Linked DNA regions of Zea mays: region 1 is linked to region 2. The links are chromatin contacts, called in public Hi-C maps. All regions are on one chromosome and are shown on one strand. Each heading gives the region's core, a stretch centred on a gene start, on an enhancer-like site or on the middle of the called end of the contact. The rest is flanking DNA. Distances are from core to core; before and after follow the strand shown.

Region 1 (2,700 bases), core at 82-2,581, 700 kb before region 2:
TTTTGTCTTGAGCATATTTTTTACACTGATGCCATGCGATGTTTTTTCATTGGCTAGTAAACAAGGTAAAGCATATGAAGCTATCTCACTTCATCACCCTTTTCTATCATTCCATGTCATCAGAGCCCATGCTAACCATAGGGAGCATCAACCCTGTCATGTGGTCCGATGACTGGACCGCAGTGACAGAAGACGGCAGCTTGTCAGCACAGTTTGAGCACACGATACTTATTACCGAAGATGGCCCTGAAATACTGACACAGTGTTAATGGAAGGCCAAATAACAAAGAACAATCGTTAGTCAGCTGGCAAGATCCTGCATTTCTTTTTGGGGACTAATTGGTCCAACCTAAACTCTGATGCAAAATGGCAAACTCACATTGTAATCTCGGTTCATCGGTACAACGATATATGTATAGAAATTGTACTATTTTCGAAGTTATATTTGAGAGTGTGTTTTGTTGGTGCTCGGGTGAGATGTCATCGGTCTGCCGACGCCGAGTGGTTGCAAGTAGGTCTGACAGTTTTGATTTGAGTCGGTTGGTCGCCGGGGTTGCCGAAAGGCATATCTCGCCTCATTTGTTGGGCCAAGCACAGGACCTTTGCTTGGCATACACTTTTCCGCGAGTGATTGATCAGGTCAATCACTCAAAATGACCGAGATCGGGCAGGATGTGCTACAATTAGGTGGTAATAGGACACGATCCAAATATTTATTCACAATAAGTTAGTGTTCTTAATTAATTTTAGTTTAAAAATAATAGAAATAGAGCCAGATCAAATAAGTTAGGACTATTAATTAATTTTAGTTTAAAAATGATTAGGAATAGAGTTTAATCCTAATCTGATTCGATTTTTAAATTTTATAAAATTTAAAGCTCATTGCCACCACTAGCTACACTCCTAGTATTAAAGGTTCTCAGATTCTGTTTACCTTCTGAGGCAAGTTAACCAAAACTTCCAACGTTAAACAAGTCACCAGTTTGTAATACAGAATACAGGCTCTCACTACTTAATTGATCATGTGTACTAATAACGGTTGCTAATGATTGCACTCAAGTACTTAGCCCTCATACAGTGAAAACAAATTCCCTTCGCTGCATTTCCTTCCTCCTGTCACTCTCTGATTCGACCACCGTCCTGTACGCCACACAGTATGACGGATTAGCCCTCCATACTGGCCTGTTTGGTTCACAGGCAGCGAACCAAACAGCTAATCTGACAAGTGGGCCACAATGATTGTATCAACATAGCCTCCCAACGCAACAAAGGGATTTGCTTCGTCCGACGTCCACTACCTTTACCGCCGCGGCGCCGCCCCAGAATTTCCCCCTTCTTCGTTCGCGGAAACGAGAGCGCCCGAAGGAATAGCGAGGTCGGAGGCGCCGTTCGATTCCAGAAGTTTCCATCGCCGCGCCGTGACGATCTTGTGTAGCCTGCGCATTGGTCTGCTCGTCGGACGTCGGCGTCGGTCGAGTCCTGGGGTGCGCGGTCGTGCGAGATCGAGGCGGGGAGCTCGCGAATCGGAGGCCGCGGGGCGCAATGCCGCGTCGGTAGGGATGGCGGAGGCGGCGCCATGGCGAGGGGCGTAGCGCGGGCGGTGTCTTTCGGGCGCCGTGCCACAACGGGGTGGTGCTCCTACCGGCGCGTCACCGTGGCCGTCTGCATCGGCAACCTTGTCGCCGTGCTGCTCGTGCTCCGCTCCCTCACCGCCCCCGCTTCCTTCGCACCCACCGCTCCCAACCGTGAGTGGAATCCCTCGCCATGTTTACGCCTTCGGTTTACTTCCTTTGATCTGACTAGGTTTGTTTCAGGCGGGGAAGTGGTGCAGTACACGGAGGAGCAGATTAGGTGGGTGGAGGAGTCGATCCGGATTCGCCGCGAGGCTGAGCCCGTCGAGCTCGTTCTGGCGGTACTTTCAATAGACAACTCTTTTACTTATTTATTTGGTGTTTATTTTGATAGATTAGTTCCTAGTACTTACGATCTAGTCCACGGAAATTCTGAACGCAAAGGTAAAGAAGCTGCGGAAGAAACTCGCCCAGGAGGTGAAGCGGCGGGAGGAGCTGTCGCTGGTGCTGAAGCAGAAGGTTTATTATGATATTGCGCGGGGGCTGCACGAGTTGGGGGATAACAGCAGCCTCGCGCAGCAAAGAGGTATTCTGTGTAGGCTGCTGTTTTTTTTTTTTGGTGCAATGAGATTGCGCCTTTTTTTTACAACCTGTGCATAACTTGGCCCTGTATATTTATCATATCTCATTGTTCGTTGCGCACTTGGCATGCATTTGTGTGGTCTATTTTGACGCATCCACTGGAGACCTGAAGAGATGTTTTTAATTTCTTAGTGCTTATCAGTTCGAGCGCACTTATGACCCATGCTAAATGCTCTTGCCTGAGTGGTTCTTTGAGCATAATTAAATTACGAATTAAGCAAAAAAACATGAGATAGGAAGCCCAATGAGCTAATGGTCTTAGTCGTTTGGCACAAGCGTTCCTTCAGTCTCTGTTTAGTTCGTTTCCACTATGTTCTCTATCACTTTCAAAATTTATTCTAAAGTGATCCATCGGGCTCTGTGTTATGCATGCTTCGTTCTTGCTTTTGCAGCATGCAAGATCTAGATTGATTTATTACTAAACCAGTCTTCTAGTATTATACAGAGATTGAAGTATTTCTCTCTCTTTTTCCTAATAATATATGTG
Region 2 (2,700 bases), core at 48-2,547:
GTGTCATGTACAATTGTAAACTGTGGTATCTCAAAATTACGGTATTTCAAAACTGCATTTCCAAACAGGCCTAAGGCTGTTTGTTTCAGCATCAGCTACGATTGCTGTATGTAGAGCTGCTAGCTGAAGCCACATCGGCTGTAAGGAGAAGCGAGGCAGCTAAAAGCCTAAAACTGCCAAAAGCTGGGCAATATTTTCACCAGAGATATAATGGCAAGTGCTGGCAGCGAATCAAATAGTGGCTAAGACCTTAGATTGCCAGTTTTGACACTCAAGTTTTGGCCATCAATCAACTGGGCCTCCAATCAAAGCTTTGGATACCAGCCAATTCATGTGGAGTGTGAGGCCATTCATAGTGGGAGTTTCATGAGATGACACAATATTTATGATTGGAGAGATATAGAGAGTTTTATGAAAGGAGGGAGATAGTTTCATTCAGATAAAACTTAGGATACACAATAAAAGTTGATGATGTGTCATTTTAAAAACCGTGCAATAAAACTCCACTCGGAATGACCTGAGGCCAAATTATCTAGTTACAATTGAACGCTTGGGTGGAACCGGAACCATTCAATTTCCGAGTTCGCTGTCCAATTCAAAAGATTTAATTGCGTCTCGATAAATCAACAATCAAATGAACTAGTCCGTATAATTTTCTCAACATGTTTTGTTTTCTACTAGTACTAGACTTCCCTTCAATGCCAACGCGCCCTGCATCGAATTTACTAGCCTACAATGACGCAGTTTTGAATGATGATACAGTGACAACGGGAAAAAAAAACTTGCCCCCGCGACACACCTCACGCAAAACACGATCCAGTGTCGTGCGCGCAAAGGATCCGCGCTCCAAAAACTCTCCTAGGAAAATGCCAAAAACAAAACAAAACAAAGCCCCAAGGAGTCGCAGGCATGTTTTACAGAAAACCCCTCGTCTCTATCCAAAACCCGCTCCACCACCACCATCACTATTCACTAGGCACAGCGCCCGGCCGCCCTACATAAACCCTGCTCTCCTCCACTCCACTAGTCTCTCTCCTACTGTTTACACACTGCAGTGGCCTTGCCGGCGTCTTCCTCCCCCTCCTCTCTCTCGCTCCTCTGTCCTCTCCACTTGATAAAGAACACAATTAGGAAAAAATAGGCAAAAAAACATGTACCTTTTTTCTATCTATATTATCTGAATAAATCAAGAAGAGGAAGAGGGGAGAGGGAGCAGGGAGGGGGAGGAGTAGCAAATCCAGACTCCATAGAATCAGCTCGCAAGAAGGGGAAAGGGAGGAGGAGCTTCGCTGGTGAATTGATTGCTCGCTGCTCCAGTCTCGCATTCGTGCCGTTTTCGGCAAGTAGGTGGCGTGGCAAGCATGGTGCCTGGCTATGACTGCGCCGCCTCCGTGCTGCTGTGCGCGGAGGACAACGCTGCTGTTCTCGGCCTGGACGACGAGTCCTCTTGGGCGGCCGCAGCTACGCCGCCACGCGACACCGTCGTCGCCGCCGCCGCCGCCGGGGTTGCCGTCGACGGGTTCTTGACGGAGTTCCCCTTGCTCTCGGATGACTGCGTTGCGGCGCTCGTGGAGAAGGAGGTGGAGCACATGCCCGCGGAGGGGTACCTCCAGAAGCTGCAGCGACGGCATGGGGACCTGGATTTGGCCGCCGTCAGGAAGGATGCCGTCGACTGGATTTGGAAGGTGAGTTCACTTAATCGATGGATCCTTTGCTTGCTATGCTAGTGAGATGCGGAGATGTGGCTCGCTGGATTTGCGTAAAGGTCTATCTTTTATAGAGCTCATCGTGGTTCTTCACTTGATTTATGCTCATCGGTACCTTCTTCCAACATAAATCGGCCTCAAAGCTCACTGAATCCACATCTTTTTTTGCTGGATAGGTCATTGAACATTACAGTTTCGCACCGTTGACTGCAGTTCTGTCTGTGAACTACCTCGATAGATTCCTCTCCACCTATGACTTTCCTGTAAGTCTTGCAATTTTAGTGTCGCTGGAAACAGCCCTACTCAAATAACTTAGTGCTGATGGGAGGAAGATCCATATCATGGCAGGAAGGCAGAGCTTGGATGACTCAGCTCTTAGCAGTGGCATGCTTGTCTTTGGCTTCGAAAATAGAAGAGACTTTTGTGCCACTCCCTTTGGATTTGCAGGTGAGCCAGTGCGATGGATCCCATCACTTGCTTGCACATACATTGTGCTGTTCTGATTCTCTTTTCCAGCAAAGTAATTTTCGACTTTGTGTGGCAGGTAGCCGAGGCAAAGTTTGTTTTTGAGGGAAGGACCATTAAAAGGATGGAGCTTCTGGTGCTACGCACCTTAAAGTGGAGGATGCATGCTGTTACTGCTTGTTCATTTGTTGAATACTTTCTTCATAAATTGAGTGACCATGGTGCACCCTCCTTGCTTGCGCGCTCTCGCTCTTCCGACCTTGTCTTGAGCACTGCTAAAGGTACAATTTAGGACTTAGTCCAGTATGATTCCTGACCTTATTGATCGGCATAGAAAAATTCTCAATTTGGCAGCAATCAATTTCTAAAGCGTGACAATTGGGTCTGCAGGTGCTGAATTCGTGGTATTCAGACCCTCAGAGATTGCTGCCAGTGTTGCTCTTGCGGCGATCGGGGAATGCAGCAGTTCTGTAATTGAGAGAGCTGCTACTAGCTGCAACTATTTGGACAAGGTAATAATTTCAGAGCT

Evidence for each region. A called contact is a pair of places that touch in the nucleus more often than the background predicts.
Region 1: a contact with region 2 is called in a Hi-C map of endosperm, with 3 times the contacts expected there. The contact joins the promoter of LOC100191149 here to the promoter of LOC732735 in region 2. A contact is called at or near these places in 2 of 25 Hi-C or Micro-C datasets (ear and endosperm).

Annotation. Positions count from the first base shown.
Region 1 is chr5:218,053,150-218,055,849 of Zm-B73-REFERENCE-NAM-5.0, reverse strand. It overlaps LOC100191149, which reads left to right and starts at 1,331. Exons shown (of 7, transcript NM_001136585.1): 1 at 1,331-1,745; 2 at 1,815-1,912; 3 at 2,016-2,157. The coding sequence starts at 1,577. LOC100216916 (methionine aminopeptidase) reads left to right here. Exons shown (of 10, transcript NM_001143302.1): 10 at 58-463. The coding sequence ends at 269.
Region 2 is chr5:217,351,182-217,353,881 of Zm-B73-REFERENCE-NAM-5.0, reverse strand. LOC732735 (Cyclin-D2-1) reads left to right here and starts at 1,297. Exons shown (of 6, transcript NM_001112364.2): 1 at 1,297-1,685; 2 at 1,883-1,969; 3 at 2,055-2,153; 4 at 2,251-2,452; 5 at 2,562-2,683. The coding sequence starts at 1,362.